Regions from separate parts of the Mus musculus genome. Here all the other regions are linked to region 2. Evidence: chromatin contacts called from public HiCAR-type, HiChIP or PLAC-seq and promoter capture Hi-C data. All regions are on one chromosome and are shown on one strand. Each heading gives the region's core, a stretch centred on a gene start, on an enhancer-like site or on the middle of the called end of the contact. The rest is flanking DNA. Distances are from core to core; before and after follow the strand shown.

What was found. Promoter capture Hi-C pulls out the DNA fragments that hold promoters and counts their contacts. HiCAR-type assays count read pairs that join an accessible place to other places. HiChIP or PLAC-seq counts read pairs in DNA pulled down with a chosen protein or histone mark.
Region 1: an H3K4me3 HiChIP or PLAC-seq map of embryonic forebrain shows a contact between it and region 2, with 3 times the contacts expected there. The contact joins the promoter of Odf2 here to the promoter of Prrc2b in region 2. A contact is called at or near these places in 1 of 39 promoter capture datasets (pre-B cells) and 1 of 115 datasets of contacts at active chromatin or transcription factors (embryonic forebrain).
Region 3: a promoter capture Hi-C map of liver shows a contact between it and region 2, with 4 times the contacts expected there. The contact joins the promoter of Zer1 here to the promoter of Prrc2b in region 2. A contact is called at or near these places in 3 of 39 promoter capture datasets (liver and pre-B cells) and 2 of 115 datasets of contacts at active chromatin or transcription factors (astrocytes and double positive thymocytes).
Region 4: a contact with region 2 is called in an H3K4me3 HiChIP or PLAC-seq map of stem cell-derived neural progenitor cells, with 4 times the contacts expected there. The contact joins the promoter of Urm1 here to the promoter of Prrc2b in region 2. A contact is called at or near these places in 1 of 39 promoter capture datasets (liver) and 2 of 115 datasets of contacts at active chromatin or transcription factors (embryonic forebrain and stem cell-derived neural progenitor cells).
Region 5: a HiCAR-type map of astrocytes shows a contact between it and region 2, with 5 times the contacts expected there. The contact joins the promoter of Set here to the promoter of Prrc2b in region 2. A contact is called at or near these places in 2 of 115 datasets of contacts at active chromatin or transcription factors (astrocytes and embryonic stem cells).

What each region holds. Positions count from the first base shown.
Region 1 is chr2:29,887,307-29,892,051 of GRCm38.p6, reverse strand. Odf2 (outer dense fiber of sperm tails 2) reads right to left here and starts at 2,062. Exons shown (of 21, transcript NM_001369060.1): 1 at 1,841-2,062; 2 at 1,050-1,286. The coding sequence starts at 1,081.
Region 2 is chr2:32,149,130-32,153,953 of GRCm38.p6, reverse strand. It overlaps Prrc2b (proline-rich coiled-coil 2B), which reads right to left and starts at 2,806. Exons shown (of 32, transcript NM_001159634.1): 1 at 2,663-2,806.
Region 3 is chr2:30,122,751-30,127,384 of GRCm38.p6, reverse strand. Zer1 (zyg-11 related, cell cycle regulator) reads left to right here and starts at 2,774. Exons shown (of 16, transcript NM_001290503.1): 1 at 2,774-3,109.
Region 4 is chr2:29,825,127-29,829,681 of GRCm38.p6, reverse strand. It overlaps Urm1 (ubiquitin related modifier 1), which reads right to left and starts at 2,293. Exons shown (of 5, transcript NM_026615.4): 1 at 2,247-2,293. The coding sequence starts at 2,281.
Region 5 is chr2:30,065,178-30,070,139 of GRCm38.p6, reverse strand. Set (SET nuclear oncogene) reads right to left here and starts at 3,666. Exons shown (of 8, transcript NM_001204875.1): 1 at 3,247-3,666; 2 at 1,814-1,871; 3 at 1,038-1,180; 4 at 710-813; 5 at 509-622. The coding sequence starts at 3,319.

The sequences.
Region 1 (4,745 bases), core at 813-3,312, 2.3 Mb after region 2:
CTCTCTGTAGATGAGCACAAGGCGCGCATGGTGTGCTCAGCAGGAGGGTGATACCAGGTGTAGGCTGTCTGCATGGCTGGCCTTTTAAACCTGCCATCGCATCACATGTATTGTGACCTTGTGCTGAAAGCCTACCTGTCATCTCCAATCAGGTGACCCAAAAAAAAGCTGCCAAGGCACCAGTCTCAACAAGGGTTACAGTCCCCAAGCTCCTCTGGGGAAGCGTTCAGTGACAGGTTAACCTAAAACATGCAGCTCAGGAGCAAAGTCACTGGGACACCAGCTTGTAAAAGGAAGGCTCACACCCTTGCTGAAGCATACGAAGACCCCACTTCCCAACGTGGTCCACTCACTGCCCACACCAGAGCCTTGCTTGTACATATGCAGCCCAATACGACAAGTGCAAAACAGCCAATACTGTGCTCCAGACCAGCAGTCCAGCCAGAGTCCCGGCTGGGGGAGAACGGTCTGCAATGGTTAAAGCTAACCTAGCCCACTGCCTCCTCACAGTTCCCAGATAGCCTTCTGCCGACCTCACCAGCTCTTCAGGGGGAAGACTGAAACCTAAAGCAACAGCACCATGGTCTGCACTCTGCTCGGCTCACAAACAACTACTGAGCGAGCCGGACGGCCACTCGGAAGAAGACTGTTCAAAGTAGAACCTCAAGTTTTCCCCCCTTCTACTTACTTATAATATCTCTGCTCACTTTAACACTAGTTTAGAGGTGCCATGGTGGGAAACGCTTTTAAGCCACCACATGGGACGTGGAGAAAGGAGAATCGGGAATTCAAGCACAACCTTGACTACCTAGTGAGTCTGAAGCCAAGCTGAACTCAAAGCATTAAGAGTGATCTTGTTTGCTACTAGTAAGCTGTAGGCGGGGGAGGGGAGTCTTTACTCCTCCCCTTTCAAAGTCACTTTCAAGTGTTTTGGGTCCAGACTTTCAGTACCTGGGAAACTAAAAAAAAGTTTCCATTGAGCCTGGCCTGGGGAGCCCTGACCACCTTTCCCTGCCCTACTGCAAAGGCGCCCCCCACATTGGCTGTACCTGGGGGAGCCGCCTGAGGATGAGGCAGACATGGTTAAGCATCAAAGCCGCAAAGATGGGCAATTGGGTCGGCAGGCTCTGCTCAGGGGGACCCAGAGGGGCTGGCCAATGAGAATCTCAGGGGCCGGGCATCAAACGTCCTCTCTCTGAGGGGAGGAGGGTGGAAGCTTTGGGGGTGGCAGTTGGATGAAAACTTGGGAGGCGCTCCTCTACTGTCCAAGTCGCACAGCAACTGTCCTGCCAAAGTGGGGAGGGAGGGAGACAGGAGAGGCTGAGCGACCTGCGGGGTGCCGAGTGCGCCGCCAGGAGGCAGGTGGAGGGCGCGGCAGGACAGTGAGGGGCCACGTCACTGAAAGGAGGACAACGACCAGCATGCCCAGACCCCACCCGGGAAGAATAGCGGGCCGACGGCTACTAGGGTTTAAACCTGAGGGCTGCCTGGAGTGCGAAGAAGGTGAGAACTGCTAGGCCCCAAGTGGGCCCCCCAGGGGCGGGAACCCGCACAGGGAGCTGGAGGGATCTTCGGGACAGTGCCTGGGCAACTGTCTCCTAGGTGAAGGGGCGTTCCCGGCAGAATAGCTACCAGGGAGAACCAATAGATGGAAGGGGTGGAGCGGCGGCCTAGGCGGGGCGGCATGGAGAGCCAGACCGCTCCTGGATCACCCACATCCCTGGAGCTGGTCTGGAGGGTCCCCGGAGGCCTGCCCACCCCGAGCGCATGTAACTGCTGCGGCCCAGTCCGCAGAGAGCAGGGGTGGCCTCCGGGGAGGATGGGGCGCACGGCCACCCACCAGCGGGCAAGAGGGGACGGGGTTCTGCCCATAGAAGGGCGCAGCCCTGCCCGAGGACAGCAGAGGAGGGAAAGAGCGCTGCCGATGGCCCGGAGAGGACGGAGGCGGCCGGCCCGCCCGTTAGCGGGAGGAGGAAGGGCCCGCGCCCAACGAGGAGCGGGGCGGGCCGGGTTCGGACGCAGGAAGGAGCGCGCCTAGACTCGGGGACGGTGCCCGGTCGAGCCAGCCCCGGGAGCGCGGGGCTTGAACCCGCGGCACTCTACGCCCTGCCCCGCCGCGTGGCCTCTCACCAAGAGCGGCACGGCTGCGCCCAGAACCGTCTCCTTATGAAGTCGTTGAAGTCGGAGGCCAGGGTCGTGCCATGGAGACGCCGCGGCGGATGCAGTCCGGCTCCCGCGGCGGCTCCTCCCCGCTTCCGCCTCCTTTTCCGACAACCGGTCGGCAGCTCGCCCATTGGCCAGTTCAAACCCCCCCCGGAGCCTCTCGGGTTTCGCCATTTAGGCCCAGCCCCCAGCGTCACAGAGATGCCCCGCCCCACACGGGGACGCTCCGCCCACTTCTGGGTCACGAGGCCTGTCCACCGCCCCGTCGTCAGGGAGACACGCGACGCCTCCCGCGCCAGCCGGCCTGGTCTTGCCCCACCGTTCAGGCCACCGAGTCCCCTCCGCCATTTTGCCCTGGTCCTCCTGAATCCTGAACCCTAACGCGCTCCCCTCGAAACACAGGAGGAAGCTGGACGCAGAGGGCGTCTGTACAAGCGACAGGCTGGGGCTTCTGGAAAGCCATTCCTATGCCTCGGCCGCTCAGTGCAGACAACTTGTGCACACTCCACAAACTGTACCCCTCTCCCACACGCCCCAAACCGAAGGAAGAGGCCGCACTCCCCACGCCCCTGCCGCCCTCCCGCACACCGTACGCCGCTTCTATACGGACCTGCTCTGCTGAGGTTCTCTCTGCTGAGCCGCCATCTTCTCAACTATGCTTCCCTGTTAGCCAATCGTGGGGGACTGTCACGAGGCTCACGTTCCCGCCCTGGATTCTGGGAGACTTTAACAACCTCCGGGCTGGGTAGACCTCATTTCCTTGACACCTTAACTCCAACACAGTAGTTGTGCTCCCACCAGCTCCTCCCTGGAGCGTGAACTACCTTCCCACCTCCACAGCCGGCAGGGCAGTCTTACCATGTCATATTTGTTCGTCAACCCTTGACGGTTCATTTTGTGCGTGCAACCCTGGCTGGCCTGGAACTTGCTGCGTTTGAGCAGAAATCTGCCTATCTCTGCTGCTTGCTGGGGTTATAGGAGTACACCAGCAAGCCGAGCCTTTCTTCTTCTTCTTCTTCTTCTTCTCCTTCTCCTTCTCCTTCTCCTTCTCCTTCTCCTTCTCCTTCTCCTTCTCCTTCTCCTTCTCCTTCTCCTTCTCCTTCTCCTTCTTCTTCCTTCTTCTTCTTCTTCTTCTTCTTCTTCTTCTTCTTCTTCTTCTTCTTCTTCTTTCTTCTTCCTTCTTCTTTCTTCTTCCTTCTTCTTCTTCTTCTTCTTCTTCTTCTTCTTCTTCTTCTTCTTCTTCTTCTTTCTTCTTCCTTCTTCTTCTTCTTCTTCTTCTTCTTCTTCTTCTTCTTCTTCTTCTTCTTTCTTTCTTCTTCCTTCTTCTTCTCCTCTTCTTCTTCTTCTTCTTCTTCTTCTTCTTCTTCTTCTTCTTCTTTCTTTCTTCTTCCTTCTTCCTTCTTCCTTCTTTCTTTCTTCTTTCTTCTTTCTTCTTTCTTCTTTCTTCTTCTTCTTCTTTTTTTCATGCCAGTAATCTCAATGAAGGAGGGAGATGGCCATGAGTTAGTTGAAGGCCAGTCTGTATCCCTCAGTCCTACCTATCTCTACCATCCTGAGGTTCCGCAAGAGCATACAGCTGGGGACAGGAACTCCGAGTTAGAACCCTTGCCTGACCTGAGCAAAATCCTAGATTCAATTTTCAGTAACACGTGCGTGTTATAATCTCCACGAATCATTGTCTCCACTCTGTCCAGCAGTTCTCTCTAGACAATTACCAACAGAGGCTTTTCCAAACTTTTGTCTCTTCTGCATTCCATACATCAAGTTCCCTATTTCATAGAGAAAAAATCTACCAAATGAAATTCCCTTAATATCTACACACTTTCCCACCCTTAGCTGCCCTTCTGGTCTGCCTTCAGATGTATGTGTGCTTCTTGCTGCCTAAGATAAACAACCTGCTTCAAGGTGCAGCTCAAACATGTCTGTAAAGTGTCTCCTTTGTAAACACGATGGTACATAGCTATAATCTCAGAATTCTATCAGGAGGCTGAGACAAGTTGATTTGGTCAGGAGTTTGAAGCCAGCGTGGTCTACATAGCAAGACTTTTCGATTTAGTTAAAATAATGAAATATCCTTTTGCTACTTCCAAATGGAATTGTTGCTCATGTCTTAGCATGTCCCTATTCATTGAACTAAGTCCGTGCTACATTCAAGGCACATTAGCACCTGCCATTCAGTCTCAGAGGAGTACATGACCTATCATACTAATGAAACCAGACAAGGAAAGCTTTTATGTTGTCTATTCCATACTAAACAGTCTAAACAGTCCTCCCTGTTAGTCAGCTATTTCTGACTTTTGCAATAAAAGGTCTGAAAATGGACGGTATTGGAGGAAGTCCGGCCGGCGGTGGCAGACACCTTTGATTTCAGCATTTGGGAGACAGAGGCATGCAGCTCTATGAGTTTGAGGCCAATCTATTCTACAGAGCTACTTGTAGGACAGCCAAGGTTACACAGAGAAACGCTGTCTCAAAGAGCCAAAAATAATAAAAAGAGGAGTCATTCCTGAGGTGCTAGAAGTTAGGAGGTTTGGAAAATGATGACAGAAGCTCAAGGACACCACAGTAAGGTGAAATGAGGA
Region 2 (4,824 bases), core at 1,557-4,056:
AACTGTACTGTTTTAAGACCTGTTCCGGCCAGGCCCTATTAATACCTGCTGGCCTGTAACTTGATCTGAACATTTGACAGCAGAGGAGCCTCATTATGGAAGTTAGAAATGCATGCACTGGACCTCCCAGCCTTTTCTGGTTTGAAATAGAAACTAACCCTGAAATGATCAATCTTAAACGCTGGAACAAAGGGAGATGGAACCAACCCACAGCCATTAGCTGGGAGCTGGTACTCTGTGTGAGGCAAAGGGGGGGGGGGGCTTTAAAAGACAATAAAATGATCTTTCTGAGAAAAAGAAACCGGGCGGGTGGGTGGGAGAGAGTCGAAATTCAAACAGGATGGAGGGTAGCGGAGTAAAGCCAAGGCTCAGGAACCAGTTCCGACCGGCCATTCCAGAAACTCCACTCTCCTAAGGCTTTTGACTCTCAAGTGCCCAGGGATTTCCCCTCCCTCACCCTCTCCTTCCCACGGAAGAGTGGGGAGGACCAGAGCAGGCCCCACATGAGCAGCGAGCTCCGCCAGGAATTACAATCCTGGGGGCAGGGACAGTAGACTTCAACCTTCCCTAATCCACCAGCCACAGGCAGACCAGGACCAGACTGGCAAGGGAGGTCAGACAGCAAGGATGAGCCAAATGGCAAGTGTAGAAAAGGCCCTGGAGGGGACATGGAAGCGCCTTAAACTCAGCAAATGATTAAGGCAAATGAAGCAACACCACACACACACACACACACACACACACCTCTCCCTCCCAGACTGCAAGTCACTGTCTATCCAACTGGAAACCAGCAAGTTAACCAGGGCTCTCCAAGAGCCAAGGCCTACGTCACCACACAGAGTGAGACCAATATCTGTCTCCCCATTCATTATCTGAAACCCTTCCATGGTCTCCCACTAGCAGCGGAATCTAGCTGAGCTCCCCTGGACCTTTAAGCCAGCCCTGAAACAATTTGCTGGTCACAGCATTTGCAGGGGGTCCCCAATTCCACAAGCCACAACACGAGGAAAAGTCAGGATTTAAAAGGAACTAACAAAACCAAGGAACCTGCGAGAATGTCCATGTCTACCACCTTCCCAGGACAGAAACGCTCTGCTGTGAACCTTACCGGAGGCTCCCACGAGATACAGCAGGAGTCTTATTATTCCCATTTTATAGATGCAAGAGCTGGGGCTCAGAGACTTGGGTAAAGTCACTCAAGAGGACCTGAACATGGCTCCAAGAGGGACACTTGCCTGAACAAGCTGAAGGCTCCCCGAACAATTATTTGCCCATCCCCAAGGAGGGCAGTTCTCTTCCAAAGTCAAGACTCCCGAGTTCCTGTCTCTTCTCCTATCCATCCTATACAATTCCAGCCCACTGAAAGCCAGACAACCCCCTGCTCTGACGGGGGCTACTAACGCAGTCCGTGCCTCCTCCCCACTGAGGCCCAGCACTAACCAAAGTACCTACGGATGTGGGTATTTTGTTGGGTTTTCACCATGTAGCCCAGGCTGACCTGGAACTTCCAGCAGTCCTACATCACCCAATGTTTTGAATCCCTTCTCCAACGCTGCCACTTCAAACCAGCACCTGTGGCATGCCCCAGCATGGATGACACCACAAGTGGCCAGCCTTCTGTCCTAGGTTGACAGCACAGAGTAACTACAGAGCACCGACGGCTTGCCAAGTCATGCCTCTCTGCCTGTGAAGGCTGAGTAGTCCCTCGGTGGCAGCAAGCATCCCACTCCACAGCCTGTACCCCTCAGGTCCCAGCTTGCACCACGACGGTGCAGACATTACGATACAAAGCAAGCCCCTGCGGTTGTACTGCTGAGAAAGGGCGCTGAGGCTTCAGACAGACGGACAGAAAACCCAAGTGAGATATACAACGCAAACAGACAACACACCGAAATACACGCTAACCTTTCCAGGAAAGAAAAAACGTAGGTGAAATTTAACTACCCTGCAAAAGACAGCTTTATAAAGGTTTCTCCCAGGCAGCCATTTAGCAAATGACACACTCCGGAGAGCATCGGCGCCCCCCTTCTCCCACTTCCTTCAAGCTCACCATTGCCTGGGGAAGGGGGGCGACACCTATTCTTGCCTAACAGTGGGCTTCATCCCCCCACGATATTTACAAAGAAGAAAGGAAAGCAGCAGCGTCCACTTTTATGCAGGCAGATCCTCTCCAGAGAGGCCCACCATCTATCTCAATAGGTCTGCATTTCTCTCTTAAAAGGTAGACGAAGAAAAAGAAACAAACAAAAAAATCAATCTGGCAGGCCCCGAGCAGCGACATCCTGTTTATCATTAAACATTTTTAGCAGCGGCTCCGGGTGCCGTGAAAACACCACCCCGCTTCCCTCAGCCGAACCCACCCGAGCCGGGGCGGCGCTCGGCCTGCGGTTCCGGGCGGCCTCGGGGTCCCGCGTCCCCCACCCCGGCCGACAAGGCCGCCGTCCCCGGGCGCAGGAGAGCCCTCGGGCTCGATCCCGACCCCGAGCCTTGCCCAGCCCCGCTCGGCCCGCCGTCCTCCCGCCCTGGCCGCGAAGACACAACAATGGCGAGCTGGGGAGCGCCGAGCAGGCCGCCCAGGCCGCAGCCCCGCGCCCGCCGCAGCGCACCGCCGCGGAGACAAAGCGCAACCCCGGCCTCTGCCCTGGCCCCGGCCCCGGCCCACCTGGTCTGCGTCCGCGCGCGACGGGCCCGGGCGATGGCGGTCGGGCGGCGGCCGGGCGCGGGGGCGGCGGATGGCGGCGGATTGCGCGGCGGCGGCGCGGGGCTCGGCGCTCTGCGCTCCTGCCTCTGCCTCCTCCTCCTCCTCCCGCTCCTCGGCGCTCGCTGGAGCCTCGGCGCTGTGGCTCGCCGCCGCCTCCCGCCCGCGCTCGGCTCCCCGCCCCCCGCCGCCGCCGCCTCCGCCTCCGCGCCGCCCCCGCCCGCCGCCCGCACGGTGGCCCGCGCAGCGCCCCCTGCTGCGTCGCCCCTGTCCCGGGAGGGAGGGCGGGGGAGAGGAGGAGGGAGAGCGCGGGGAGCGAGCTGGGCCGCGGTGCAGAGGGGCTGCGGAAGAGAGGGACCTAGATGGAGAGGAGGCTCGGCTGGAGAGGGGACGCGGTGGAGAGGGACCTTGATGGACAAGGGGCTTACGTGGAGAGGAGGCCGAGGTGGAGAAGGGGCCCAAATGGAAAGACCTTGATGAAGAAGGGGCCTAGGTGGAGAGGGACCTTGATGGAGAAGGGGCCTAGGTGGAGAGAGACCTTGATGGAGAAGAGGCCTTGGTGGAGAGGGACCTTGATGGAGAAGAGGCCTTGGTGGAGAGGGACTTTGATGGAGAAGGGGCCTAGGTGGAAAGGAACCAGGAGAAGGAGGAAGCCCTGGTGCAAAGAGGCTGCAATGGAGAGGACGGCTCAAATGGAGAAAAAGTAAAGGAACTGGGGGGAGAGGGGGATCCCAGTAGCAAGATACATGGATGGAGATGGGGTCCCAAATCAGAGGGGTCTTCATGGAGAGAGGCTCCTGGTGAAGAGGAATCTCAACGGAGAGTGGATCTGGTTGAAGACCACCCCCACCCATGGAGAAGGCCTCCTCCATGGGTGGGGGAGGGGCTCTTGAAAGAAGCAGACATAGACTGGGAGGGGACCCCAGGGAGAGCTCTGGGGTGAGAATGCAAAAGGGTGGGGAGAATGGGGAGGACTCAGCACCCTAAAAGGCAGGGGATGCAGACCTGAGAGGGAGGGGGGCTCAGAAGAGGGACTGAACTTGGATCCTGCTCCCACCACCCCCAGAGCTCTAGAGCCTCTTGACAGACAAACCTGACAGCCTGACAGTCCTGACCTGTTAGAATGTGTGGAGGGAGAGGGGGATCCCAGTGGCAAGATACATGCAGGAAACACGCAGAAGTGGTACGGCAGAAGTGGTACGGCAGAAGTGGTACGGCAGAAGTGGTTCGTTGCACCATTCCACAGCAAGGTCTCCCTTCCATAACAAGTGCACCGTATAGACACTTCACCTTTTTTTGTTGTTGTTTTATTTTGTTTTGTTTTTCAAGACAGGGTTTCTCTGTGTATCCCTGGCTGTCCTGGAACTCACTCTGTAGACCAGGCTGCCCTCAAACTCAGAAATCTGCCTGCCTCTGTCTCCCAAGTGCTGGAATTAAAGGCTTGCACCACCACTGCCCGGCCACTTCACCCTTTTTAAAACATGACATAAACCACCCCACTTGGGTGTGTATTCGTGTGAATGCAGAACAAAAGGCCTGGGAGAGAGACTGGCTCCCTTCGAGGTTACTGTGCAGTGCTAGGTTCTCCTTATCTATTCCAGATATCCTAGCAATTAAAAATAACATTCAAGAAACAAGAACATATATATGGCTGGAGAGATGGCTCCTCAGTGGTTAAGAGCACTGACTGCTCTCCCAGAGGTCCTGAGTTCAAATCCCAGCAACCACATGGTGGCTCACAACCAGCTGTAATGGGGTCTGCCCTGTTCTGGTGTAAAATAAATAAATCAATCAATCAATCAATCAATCTTAATTAAAAAGAAATAGTTGGTGATGTAACTCAGTTGTAGACTTTGTCGCTTCAATGCAGGAGGCCCTGGGTTCAGCTACTCAGAAGAAAAGTGTGGGACCATCTTAGGCACTCTCCTGAAGAGACTAAATCCCAGCTGCTATGGTGTCCTCTGTTAGTGGGCTGGGCTTGTCTGGTTTAATGCCAACTCTGAAGCACTTATTATTGTAAGAAAAAAGAGGGACTGAGAGGATATACAGCTTTTCCAAGGCCGCTCAACTAGGTCCTGGAAAAAAACAAAAACCATTTCAATGGAATGCCAAGCCCAGTGTCTGGG
Region 3 (4,634 bases), core at 1,525-4,024, 2.0 Mb after region 2:
CTGGGATTAAAGATGCTTTTCTCCTTCTTATGTCAATGCCCTGTATTAGAATGATTGACCCCTAAAGCAGAGCGTGGTGGCACACGACTTTAATCCCAGCACTTAGGAGGCAGGGCAGGCGAATTTCTGAGTTTGAGACCAGCCTGGTCTACAGAGTAAGTTCCAGGACAGCCAGGGCTATACAGAGAAACCCTGTCTCAAAAAACCAAAAAAAAAAAAAAAAAAAGATTGACCCCCATCTTTGAATTCCAGGAATAAATCTCACTTGGTCATTTTACTGGCTGGTTTAATGTTAACTCGACACAGGATAGAGTCATCTGAAAGAAGGGAACCTTCACTGAGAAAATGCCTGCATAAAAATTTAGATGTGGGCTGGAGAGATTCCTCAGTGGGTAAGAGCACTGACTGCTCTTCCGAAGGCCCTGAGTTCAAATCCCAACAACTACATGGTGGGTCACAACCATCCATAATGAAATCTGATGCCCTCTTCTAGGGTGTCTGAAGAATGACACCTATATGAAGTGTACTTACATATAATAAATAAATAAATCTTTAAAAAATACTTAGATGTATCAGCCCACTTGTTGTACACACCTTCAATCCCAGTGCATGGGAGGCAGAGGCAGGTGATCTCTGAGTTTAACCCCAGCCTGGCCTATAGTGTGAGACAGAGTTACACAGAGAAATCCTGCCTCAAACAAACAAAGATGAGCAAACAAGTGACCTCCATGACCTCTGCATGGACTCCAGCCTCCAGGCTTCTGCCATCTGAGTTCCTGCTCTGACCTCCTTCAAAGACTATGATGGACAAGTGTGTGCCCAATAAACTTTTTCCTCCACAACTTGCTTTTGGTCATGGTGTTTCCTCACAGCAATAGTGACCCTAAACTAAGACAGTCGTGCATGTAGAATTGTTTCAATACATTGCTGAGTTAGGATTGCCATACACAGGGTGTTATGTGACAATTTTTTCCTAGAAAGTTAACAACATGCATGTCTACTCACCCCGGATAGGGAATTCCGGACAGACCAAATATACCACCACAGTCCAGTTTGGTGAGCTAGTGAGTTTTATTGGTATTACTTACAGGAACAGAAATGACTCAAAGACAGTGGCATGACCAAGGCACATCTCTGCGAAGATGACAGTTCAGAAAAGCTGGAAACCTATAGCACAGAGCATAGTCTGCAGAGAGCTAAACAGACTGGGAAATGTACTTTCCACCTGACTGTGGTCTAAATCTCTCATAGGCAGCTCAGCTTGTTTCCTCTTCTTACATGTAGCTGGTCTGGTCTCAGTATCTTCTTTGCAGCTCAGCTTGACTAAGAACTCTCAACTTTTTATTCTTTTCTCTGGCAGGGAGGGTCTTAGTGAATCTGGTTAGTTTCAGGGACTTCCTGAACCTATTTTGAGTTATTTACCTTCCTACTTAAGGTATCTACTTTCTCTTTTCTTTTATTTTTTCTCCTTTTCTTGTTTTGTTTTTTGTTTTAGAGACATGGTTATTTTGTGTAGTTTTGGCTGTCATGGAACTAGCTTAAACTAACGGAATCTGCCTATCTCTGCTTCCTGAGTGCTAAGATTAAGGTGTATGTATAGTATTTTGTGTGTGTGTGTGCGCGCGCTCAATGATAGAATTCCTGTCTGCCACAGGACCTGGGTTTGAGCCTCCACATCCCCTCCCTTCTTTCTCTCTAACCTCACTCCAGGGCATTCCTTAAGCAAAAAGTGTTGTTAGTTTACCAGATGTGGAGGGCAGTAAGAAAAATGTTTAAGCCTACTGCCTGATTGTTTGAGCTTAGAATGACAGAGATGCAAAGAGCCCACACTGATTTCAACTGTGAACGTTCTGGACAGGAGACCAGAAGGAAACAATTTACTGAGGGACTGGGTAAGGAGAGAAGGTAGATGAAAAGTCTGGATGCCCTGATTGTGAGACTGCAGAAGGAACGAAGGGATTTGTGTTCGGAGGCTATGGTAGAAATCAAGAGAAGAAATGGTGATGGGGCCAGTGAGATGGCCCAGCATGTAAGGGTGCTTGGTACAAGCATGGTGAGGACTGAATTTGATCCCTGAAACCAACGTGGCTGGTGTAGAGAACCCTCTCCAGCCAACAGTGCTCTGATCTCCTGCACATGTGCATATGCATGCACACATATAAATAAATGGGAAAAAAATCTTAAAATGAAAAGGAAGTATAGACCAGAGAGCTTGTTCGGTTCCTACGTTTGTGGGGCTTACAACTACCTGTAACTTCAGCTTCATGGGCTCCGGGGCTATTGTCCTCAGCAGGCAGCTGCCGTCACGTGCATAAGCACATATACACTTATGTACATAATTAAAATAATATTTTTGAAAGATAAAATGATGGACAGTAGGGCACTATTGGAGGAAGAGAGAAACAACTGTTAAGAGATCCTTGGTGACTAGAAGAAAACGCAGTGGCCAAGAACAGCCTCACTCCTGCTATCTGACAGCTCCTGGGTGAATGGCCCTTTTCGTGAAGGAAAGAAGGAGGAGCACATTTTGAGGGGCAATGTGGTGGCTGCTTAGAGACCGCCCAAAAGACGTCGGGTTGGGCACCGGGTGAGTCAGCACTAACTAGGTAAGATGGAGTCAATCCTGTCCTGAACCTGCTCCTGCGAGTTAGCCCCTCGCTAGAAGGAACCCTGGAAGCTAACGTGGAGACTGGGGCCTCAGCTTGGGCAGGAGCAGCCCAGAGAACCCGGAACCTTCAGCCGCCTCCGCCCACGTTCGCGGCGGGACAAGACGAGAGAACCCCTCCTCTGCTGCTAAGGGGCGGCCCGGAAGTGACGCTTTGTTGACAGCACACCCGCAGCCACAGGCTCTCCAAGCCTTCGGAACAGGATCGGGGGGAGGGGCTGGGCCCGGAGCCAAGCAGCCGGCGGCCCGAGGGCAAGGGAACGGCCTCCGTCCGGGGCTCCGGTCGCAGCATTCCCGCCCTGCCCCGCCCCGCCCCGCCGACCCGGACCCGGACCGGATCCGACCTCCTGCGGCGCTTTGGCCGCCGATTCCCCCGGGCCGCAGCCTCCGCTTGTAAGCCTGCGAAGCATCCTGTCTCCCCGTTGAGGGCCGCCCCCTCCTAGGGTACGTCCTAAATGCCGAGCCAAGAGACGTACCTGCATCCTTTTCTTCACCCTGTCTCAGGGTCTAAGCATTGTCGCTGCGACTCCTTGCAGAGGTCCACCACAGGCTAGTGGTGGGATGGCGCTCGTCGCCTGCCACCCAGGTCTGAGGATTTTGCCTTGAAAATTGAGCTCTCTCTAGAATGAGAACGACGCTCGCCCTTGCAAAATGGGGGCTCAACGTAGGGCTTAGGAGGCCAGCCTCTGCCCCTCCTACCTGTTGGATGAGTTTAGGTCTTCTCCCAACCCCCGAAGCCGTGCTACTTAAAAGCTTAGGGATGGCTTGGCTCCTGGATCAGCTCCCAAAATGCGATGCCAAGGTACAAGATAGTGCAACAGGGTCGGAAAAGAGCGGGTGGGCTTGCTGAAGATCAATGGCTCCCATAGGTGAGGTGAAACTAAAACTGACCGCTCTGGCTAGCTCTGGGTAGATTTAGCTGCTCTTTAACCAGTCAAAGCTTCCCCGGGTTTGCTTGTGCCTTGTGTGTATGACAGAGACGGGAGGGGGAGCAGAGGGTTGGGGGTAGTGGTGCCTAATGCCTGGGAAAAGCTAACTCAATGATGTTTCTGACAGAATGGTTCTCTACAGGCTTCAAGTTAGAGTGACCGGTGGAGATAGCATTGAAAGGGGGGTCACAGAAGCTATGCTTTGACCAAGAGGTTCTTGTTAGGTATGAAGGGTCGATGTGCTTTGCCTTATTCAGTAAATAAACGTACAACATGTTTGATAGTAATAGGTGTCACGAAGCAGAGACTGGGACCTCTGTATAGAATGGTCAGGGAAGGTCTCTAATGAGGTTTCTGTCTGAGCAGAGATGAGTGAGGTAGAAAGTCATTACAGCTTTCTGGGGGCTCAGCATTCAGCAGCAGGCGCAAAGATCCTGTGGTGGCAAGAGAACCCGCTTGGGTCTGAATGAAGGAGGCAGAGTGGGTGGCAAGGAAATCAAGTGAGAAGAAATAACCGCAGGGAACATATTAGGGACTGGCTTGTGATGCAGGGTTGATTTGTAATTTTTGAAATGTTGGAGAAGAATCAATTGTCTGAGGTGACAAATGACCAATGTACTTCAGCCCTGTGTTTTAAGTGCCCTCTTGCTGTCTGTACTGAACATCCATGGCAGAAATTAAAAGAGATTTCTGCGGGAAAGTCATGTCACATTACTGTTTCCTCGTAGTTAGAATGTGAGCAGGTGACCTTCTGCCTCGGTCTTTCCATCTGTAGAATAGGACTGCTAAGCTACAGGGTGCATGTGTGGCAGTGTGGTACATGACAGGAGGGATCCACCCACGACACAGTCCTGCAGCCCTTCTTTCTAGCATCAGCTGGAGGCATCACCAGCTCTGTCTGACTCCCCTGGCTCATAGGATTTGTAGGAATACTGGGGGAAGCTAAGTAGAACTTTATGACACCATTCACTGGTAAAAGTAATGGTCTGTTCTTCGGGGTATCTGTGACCTTGGCCTTGATTGTTTGTTGTGTTTGTTTA
Region 4 (4,555 bases), core at 1,044-3,543, 2.3 Mb after region 2:
GAGGATCCCATCTACCCAGTGCTTAGAGACAATAGTTTCTAGACTTCTAGGACCAGTGAGGAGAGAATGATGGCATTACATATCTTTTGAAATCCTCTCAGCTTCATAGTAAAAGGTGAAGCCTCTCTGTCAAATGACACAATTAATCAAAGGTCGGAGGTAAAAACATGTCAGATGACTGGCAGGGTGGCACACACCTGTAATCTCAGTACTCAGGAAGCAGGAGGACCAAGAGTTCAAGGCCAGCTTCAGCTAACATAGAAAGCTCGAGGTGAGTCTGAGCTGTATCATGAGCTCCTGTCTCCAAACAACATCAAAATAGGAGGACAGAGGGATTTCTGGGTTTGGTAAGCACATTTATTTATTATTATTATTTATTATTATTATTATTTATTTATGGAAAGTTTTTCCTATGTACCCAGCCTAGCTTCAAAATTACAAAGATCCAACTGCTCCTGCATTCCAAATGCTGGGATAACAGACATGAGCCACCATGCCCCAAGAAGCTGCAATTCTGATGGGTCACATATCTGGGGAGGTGTGGAAGGAGATGCACAGGTGGGTAAAGAATGTTGTCCTGTCCGGCTGCTCTGAGAGGCAAAGAAGGTAGAGGCTAGAAAAAAAGTAACTGTATGGGTCTGTAAACTCTGAGGGCAAGGGTCTGGTTTACTTGATGACGTCCTTACTGTTGCCAGCACAGTATCTGGCAGAAAGATCACATCTCTGCTGAGTAAATACCACGTCTCAGTGAGAATGAAAGGCAAGTTGGCTACCAACAGACATTAACACTGAGAGCCTGTAACTTCTTCCTTCTCAGTTCTGCTGAAGCTGGTCAAGGCATCAGGAAGTCCCCTCATAGCCCAGTTTGGGAGGTGGGAGGATACCGTGTTAGCTGGGCTAAGGTTCGAAGAGGTAAAGCAGTCAGGAAGCCAGACCAACCTAATTGGATCCAAGCAGCAAGACAATATCATCAATTAAACTGCACTTAACATTCATGAGACTACTCCCTTCCAAGGGACAGAAATGCTGAACACTGCAGGGACTAGACAGAGTGCTATTTATCTTTGTATCCTTGGTGTCTGGCTCACTGCCTGGCACATGGTAGGCACTCAATAAATGACTGGTGAATGAACTGCCTAGTGAAGGGACAACATGAAAGGAATGGGGGGCATCCAAGGCGAAGAAAGGCATTTGGAAGGAATTTTACATCTCTCTCTACCCTTGAGTTTCCCTTCACTTCAACCTTGGCTTCTTCATCTACACACACACACACAAACACACACACACCCCTAGCTTTTCCATAAGATTCTAGAAACCAACCACCCATCTCTAGAAGCCTCAGTTCTTTGTTCTCAGCTTCCGAAGAAGTCTGTCTTCTGCAGGTTTTGAAACCATGACAAGCATTCTGTGTGTTGGAAGAACACAATGGTGATTTGAGACAATCTTCACTTTTCCCCGTGTTCCTTCAAGTAGTGATGTGTACCCGGATTCTGAACCTTTTCACAGTAAGGATAATATACTACCAATGTTAGTCACTCCCTCCGTGGCAGCTTATTTACCCCGGTAGCTCCTCTGGACTCTGCAGAAGACACTTACCAAACTACTTTGCAAAAGATTAAAATCTAATTAAAACTCCAAGGTATGCCGGGCGGTGGTGGCCCACGCCTTTAATCCCAGGACTTGGGAGGCAGAGACAGGCGGATTTCTGTGTTCGAGGTCAGCCTGATCTACAGAGTGAGTTCCAGGACAGCCAAACAGAGAGGACCCCTGTCTCGAAAACACACACACACACACACACACACACAAGGTTTGAGAAAGAGGAAGGTCCTGTCTTGGCCAAGACTTCCCCTAGGAAGGCACTAGGCGGGAAGACAGAACTGAGATTATTCAGCAGGGTTCGTCTCTACTCGTGCGCTCCCCTTAGAAGCTCAAAAACCAGACAAGGCGAGTCGGGCTCGGAATGGCACGGGTGAAACATGCCGGAAGACCGCCTGCTCACTGTCAATGCCTCCCAGTCCTACATGATACAGAGCAAGGCGAAGGATTCCAAACGCATCTCCCTACCCGTGTGTGCGCCTCAACTCTCGGACTCACGGCCTCGTCACCCACAGAGACCGCGTCAGTCAGAGGCCAGGGGATTATCCCGGCTCTCGGAGGGCGACACAGCCTCGGCAGGCCAAGAGAGGTCCGGAATTCCGAGCCTTATGGCTTCGCTCCATCCCCAAGGCGCCCCAGATCTCACTCACCCGAACTCCACCTTCACACATAAGGGCGCCGCCATGTTTAGGAAACCAAACTAGCAGGACACGCCCTTTAACTTCCGGAGCGCCCGTTTATTTCCGGTCGCCACCAGGAAGCGTAAACGGAAGAGGCGGTACGGGGTGGGGCGAAATCCGTTCGTTACTGCTCAGCTATTGGACGAAGGCACCCGCTCAGTGGGCTGCGGAATTGATTGTCTACATTATTTGCGGACCTGGCCAAAAAAAAAAAAAAAAAAACCGAGCAGGAAGGGACTTCCTGAAGAAAGACGTCTAAGGGGAAATTCATCAGCATCCGATGACATGATTGTGAGCCACGTACTGTTGATCTTTCATTGGCTACAAATCTGTTTTTAAGCCACGCATGGTGGCACACGCCGTTAATCCTAGCCCTCAGAAAGGCAGAGACGGTGGATTATGTGAGTGCCAGGCCAGCCTGATCTACGTAGGGAATTACAGGACACCCAGGGTTCAAAAACAAAACAAAACCAAAAACAACAAAGAACCCACAAACAAGAACCCTGTCAACCCAGCTAACATCGCTTAAGGGAGTAAAACGAGGTAACTCCAAATTCTTGTTTCTGACCCTGTTGTCTCTCTCCGGAGCTGCCATCTTACTATGCAAACATCTGTGTCAGATGATGAATTGTATGTCTTCTACTCCACGGTTACTGAGTTAACAATGTGTCTGGCAGATTGGTCCTGTGGAGAGTCAGTAATAACGGCTGTAACTGAAGTTCTTGTCTCTAGGTCTCTCCGTGTAGCAGGGAGACGGGGAGACAGCCGTAATCAAATGTACAAACCATGCTAATAAATGTGAAATCCTAAACTGAAATAAATTTTCCGATGTTAGAAAATTAGAATTATAGAGATTTGTGAAAAAAACGCTAGGGCTGTGGAGATGGCTCATCTGATAAAGTACTTGCTGGGCAAGTGTAAAGATCAAAGATAAGATCCCCAACCCAAGTGAAATGATGGTTAGCATGGCAATACCAGAGCTAGGGAGGTGACGATGGCTTCCTCAGGGCAAGCTGGCAACCTACACTAGCCAATGAGCAAGCTCTGAGTTCCAGAAAGACCCTGCCTCAATACATAAAATAGTGGACTACAGAGATGGCCCAGAGGTTAATAGCACTAGCTACTATTCTAGAGAACCCAGGGTTGGTTCCCAGCACCCACATGGCAGTCCTCAACTTTAACTCCAGTTCCAGTTACATATATTCAGGCAAAAACCAGTACACTGAACCGGATGGTGGTGGCACATGCCTTAAATCCCAGCACTTGGGAGGCAGAGGCAGATGGATTTCTGAGTTCGAGGCCAGCCTAGTCTACAAAGTGAGTTCCAGGACAGCCAGGGTTACACAGAGAAACCCTGTCTAGAAAAACAAACAAAAAACAAAAACAGTACACTGAAAAATATAAATCATATATATATTGGAGAATGATGATTTAGGAATACACCCACATCCACAAACATGAAGAAAAAAAAAGATAAGAAAAATGTCAACTGGAGATGTAGCCCAATGGTACAGTGCTTGCACCTGCTCAAGGGTCTGGGTTTGGTCACAGTACCAGGTGGTATACATATGAGAAATACCAAAGTGGACTGTCTGGGCTCTAAATTTTTATTAGAGTTAGCCAGGTAGTTATGAGGAGAACATAAGTTGCAAACTAACTGGAATATCGAGGGAGCAAATTGGAGAGCAGAGAGCTTGGCCAATGGTAAGGCTAAAAATGTAGGCAGGAGGCCAGGCCGTGGCGGGACACACCTTTAATCCCAGCTCAGGAGGCAGAGGCAGGCAGGTCTCTTGAGTTCCAGGACAGCCAGGGCTACACAGAGAAACCCTGTTTTGAAAAAGCAAAACAAAACAAAAAAGTAGGCAGAGCCAAGCTATGTCTTGTAAAGTCTGGGAGAGAAGGAAGGCTATTGAAGCCCTGAGGAGGAGGGATGGAACTGTTCTAAATGCATTTTTTGGGGGGGGGGGGGTGTAGGAGTTGGCAAATTACCTGCCTAGAATACACAACGCCCTGGGGTTGGACTCCAGCGATGCAGAAATCAGTGGCTATGCTGTTGTCTACCTGTGATCCAAGCATGCAGAAGTAGAAGTGCACGGTAACCCTCAATTAGGGAGGAGATACTGCCTAGAAAAGGGAAGGAAAGGCATGATGGCAAAGGCCTTCATGCCAGCACTCAGCAAGCAGAAGCAGACTTGTCTCTGTGTTGAAGGCCAGGGCTATGTAGAGAAACCTTGTTTTAAAAATAACATGTCTCAGGCTGGAGAGATGGCTCAGCAGTT
Region 5 (4,962 bases), core at 2,417-4,916, 2.1 Mb after region 2:
AAACCCCACATAAAGTACAACAAAGACCAGTGAAGAAGTTCATATTACTAAGAACTATAAAATGTCCATTTGGTAAAGTCTTGTAAATTGCTTTCATAGGATACACCTATCAACTGTCTGACTTCATAAAATGACTTCCACTAGGCGCCTTTAATCCCAGCACTCGGGAGGCAGAGGCAGGCGGATTTCTGAGTTGGAGGTCAGCCTGGTCTACAAAGTGAGCTCCAGGACAGCCAGGGCTACACAGAGAAACCCTGTCTTGAAAAAAAACAAAAAATAAATAAAATAAAAAATAAAAAAATTAAATGACTTCCACCCTAAATCTCCAATTCAAACCTATGTCTCCAAAAATGGAGCCGGAAAGCCTGAGCAGATACTGTAGACGATGCAGCACAAAGACAAATGCAGTGTGGGGTTCCTATCCCGATTCCTCTGTTCATTGGAATCTCTGCATAGTTACCCAGCATCTAAGGCACTGTGTGCAAACCAGCCATGATATACAAAATACCTTTCCAGATTTCCATTTGATTTCGGTGGACTTTGAAGACGGGTCACCACTCTCGTTCAGATGAAATTCTTTGGAGAGAACTTTATTTTCAAAGTAAGGATTTTCATCAAAATACTGTAAAATATGGAATGATGAGCAGTCAATGATCAGCTTTCATACCATTACATACTCACTGTGCTAAGCAGGAGGTTAGGTACTTACAAAATCTATTCTGTAACCTGATTTAATGTCTTCAAATTCTGTCACTTCAACTCTGGTCAAATAATGCAGAGCCTCCTCGTCCTCCTCCCCAAGCAGTGCAGACACTAGAGAAGCAACTCAGTTCAGTTCAAGTGGGAATGAGACTACTTAATGACCCTTTTAAATGTTCAAAAACTCAGCGAACACCCTTCCACTTTGCTCTTTCTACTAAAACCACCAACTGCAAACAGACTATTCTTGTCCCAACTGCAGCTTTGTGAGGTAACTGTCCCCAGAGCTCCCCAAGCTCCAGGTCCTAGCAGACCAGCAGTGCTGACCCACCACATACCTTGTGGATGGTTGACAAATGTTGTTACCCAAAAATTTGGGATTTTGGCGATCAATTCTGACCTCTTCTGAAAAAATGGTTGGCGGAGTTTGTTATATTTTTGTTCTACTTTCAAAATTTCCTCACTGGCTTGTTCATTAAGTCTGAAACAAATAAAGACTAGAATCAAAACCTAAGGCGGTAAGATGGAAAGGCTAAATACCCAACTGACACATGCTGGTAACACTGTTGCTTTTTCTCTCCCTGCTTAGGAACAGAGTATCTGCTACCCTGCAGCCCAGTCCTCTGACAACCAAAACCACTGAGCTAACTCAGCTCATCTCCAGTCTGGCAACATTGTATTTCTGTATACTGTATTTCCAAATAGTTATTGTGTCCCCAGTAGCAGAAAGTGTAAGTGAAGGTTAATCAAGAAACAAAACAAGCAAATGCCTTTAATCCCAGCACTTGGGAGGCAGAGGCAGGTGGATTTCTGAGTTTGAGGCCAGCCTGGTCTACAGAGTGAGTTCCAGGACAGCCAGGGCTATAGAGAAACCCTGTCTCTGAAAAACCAAAAAAACCCAGGTAGCAGCAGCCAGACTCTAATTCTGCACCTCTGAAAGAGCACCCTACCTACAGTACCCCCGCACCTGGGAAGGCTGAGGAAAGATTACATTAACCCGGGAGTTATAACCAGACTGAAACACGAGTGTGCTCACCAAAACCTTCCTGTAGTTACCTGATGCCAAATCAGTTCCACAAGAGAACTTTCCATAACATGAATTAATATATTTTACCTGTCTATTTCATTTTGTACTTCATCAATATGTTCAATTGCTTCTTGCTGTTCTTTTTCTGCAAAACAAGAAAGGGGACATAAGACTCAACACTAATTACAAGCTCCTCTTCCTGATCCCAGGATGGGAACTGCAACAGTGAAGCTCACCACAAAGCATGCTCCCCACGTGTTCGAGCACGCAGTTGAGAATTACTTTCTCATTACCCTACCATTCACAAATTAAGGCATCTACTCCGCTACTCGGAAAAATGCTTCACTCCTGGATTACTTTTCAAAGAGTTTCGTTCGTTACAAAGGTGCAATCATTGGCCTTCATTATTAAAGGTGAATGAGAGGCTTCACCTCATTCAAGAATTTTTCATGTTTATTACTAATATTATACAATTGTAAGAGAAAGGGTGCCAGTGCCAGCTGCCACTTAGTGTGGAAACTAGTCCATGGCCATAAAACAAATTAGGATACTATCAACTGTTATAACTGCTTTAAAAAAATTTAAAGTGCTCTCAATTTGTTATGATTATCAATATACACCGACAAAGACCAGTTAGTCACCAAACTTCCCGGAGTCGTCTTCTCAGACTTAGAATGTAAACCTGACCTTACTCCTTCAACCCATTCTTGATGAGATTGGTCATCATATACGGCCGTGCAGTATTTCAGGACACTTCGTGGGAAAACCCTACTCAAAAACTTGGAGCCATAAAAAGGAGAGGGGGTGTGCTCCTATTTCGTGCCCTTTTGTCCGAGGGTTGTGAAGGCTTTTACAAAGCCAAGTGGGCGTGAAGGGGCCCGATCGCGCGTCTCATTTCCGGTAACCAGCCCGGGCTCTGCAGCTGTCCTGGGCTCGAAACGACCCTCCAGGCGAGGGCTAGGCGTCCTAAAGGCCCCTGAAGCCCCTGCATCATACGGCCTCGGGGCCAGATTCCTCGCACCCCCGGCGCGCCCGAGTGTGGCTGCCCCACGTGGGGTGCGCAACCCGCGCAGCCTGGAGCATCCTCCCGCCGGCTCCGCGCCCCTACCCCGCCCCAAACCCCGGTTCCCGGTTCCGCGGTAGCGCCGGCTCAGGGCGGGAAGCAGGGCGGCACTAGAGGCCCGGCCGCAAGGCTGCGTCCGGCCGCACCATGTGGCGGCGGTGGCGGCTGATGGGAGCGAGGCATCATGGCGGAGCACAATAAAGAGAGGCTTCTCGGGAGGGAGGGAGGGGGAGGAGAGCGCGGGCGGGGGGAAGGGGGGGTCTCCGCCCGCCGCGCAGGCCGCAGCGCCCCCGCCTCGGCCGCACCGCTCACCGCCACGGCGCCACCCCGGCCCCCCGGTCCCGGGCCGCACACAAAAAAGGCGCCGGCTCTCCGGCCCCCGCGCGCCCCCCGCAGCCCCGCGGTCCGGGCCGAAAGATGGCGGCGCGGCCGGGCCCCCGCCGCGCCCGGTCCTCACCTGAGGTCTCGTCGGCCCCGTCGTGATTGGAGTTGAGCTCCTTTTTACTGGCTTTGGCCGTCGGCGCAGACATGGTGCCCTCCGCGATCGGGGCGGGGAGCGGGGAGGGGGAGCGAAGGGACGGCCAAGGGGGCGGCCAGCGGCTTCCCCTCACGCCACACGCGCGGCGCCCGCTCGCTCCGGCCGCCTCCTCCCGGCGCTCACTTGCCTGCCCTCCCCCTGGCTGCCTGGCACTGCCCGCGGGGCCTGACGCGGAGGCAGGCCCGGGCGCGTTGTGGCGAGCCCCCGGCCGGGGCTCTCGCTGAAGGCGGGGAGGCGGCGGCGGCTCGGCTGGGCTCCTCGACTCGCGCCCCGCGCTCCGGCTCGCTTCTGGATTGCCCTGAGCCGCCTCCTCCTCCTCCTCCACCTCCTCCACCACCACCTCCTCCTCTTCCCGGCGAGGGGCAGGCCGCAGAGCGCAGGCGCGCCGGGCCTGCGCAAGTCCCGCCCCCGGCCGGAGAGGCTCGCGCCGTACAGCGATTGGCCGCGGCCGCGGGGCAGGGGGCGGGGCCGTGGCGGGTGGCGGCGGCGGCGGTGGGGACACTGGGGCCTGGACGAGAGGCGGGAGGAAGCGGCTCAGCGACGCATGGTCCTGCCCCCGCGCGGTGCTCCCCTCCCCCGCTCTCCCCTTCTCCAGCCGACCCGGGACATTTGCGCGCCGCGCGGTGACTTGAGAGGCGGGGCCTCCGTTCCCCAATACTCCATCACGTGGTGGCTCAGTGGCTTCCCTTAGCGGGGCGGCTGGGGGCTCTGGAGAGGGGGCGCGCGCAGCCCCTCAAAAGTACAGGCCTTAGGAGTACCCTGGCTACAATCAGGCGCCTGAGTTCTGCACCCGGGCACCTTCATTTTTTTCTAGATGGAGAAGCTGGGGACTCAAACTCTAGGCTGCTGTGCAGAGCCACACGCAAGCAGTTCCTCTATCCAGTTTACACGCGGGACCGGGTTTATGCATGGGCCAATTCAAGCCTCTGCCCTCGGTTCTGAATTTTTAAAAATCTGTTACATATTCACACTCAAAAGAACCACAGGAAAGTTCTCTGACTGTAGGAAGGACCTTTCTGCCACAGGTCCTTCTGCTCAACTTCGTACAGGTGTCCTGATCTCAGTGGTGAGGGAAGCACATTTTTGGTGATGACAAATGGGGAAATGTTTAAAAGTCAAAGGCTAAAACAGTAAAACAAACAAACAAACAAACAAAAACAGCTTTAGATTATTAAAAAGTCCTTAAGCACTATGTCGGAGGGATTTAATGGTTAAACACTGTTTTTCAGGACTTGAAAAGATAGTTCTCTGTCTACCTGGATCCCAACACGTGGTCCTGGAAATCCAGAAAGCTCTCTACCTGGTTCCTCTACCACTAGAGCTTGAACTATCCATACTCTCAGTATTCCCGTTTTATTATCAGCTCTTATACATAAAGCAATGTGGCTTTAAGTCAAGTCATTCATGGTGGGTAGACAATAAATGTAAAATACATCATATATATATATATATATATATATATATATATATATATATATATATATATATATATATACAGTCCATGGTGAGAGAATACAAATGTGCTCCTCCAAGTTTCCATCTCAACTCCAGGAAATTCAGCTAGGCCTTCCTGGTGGTGCACCTTATGCTCAAGTCGGTGAATTAATTGCACTCATCTGTTGCAATTGGTAAGCT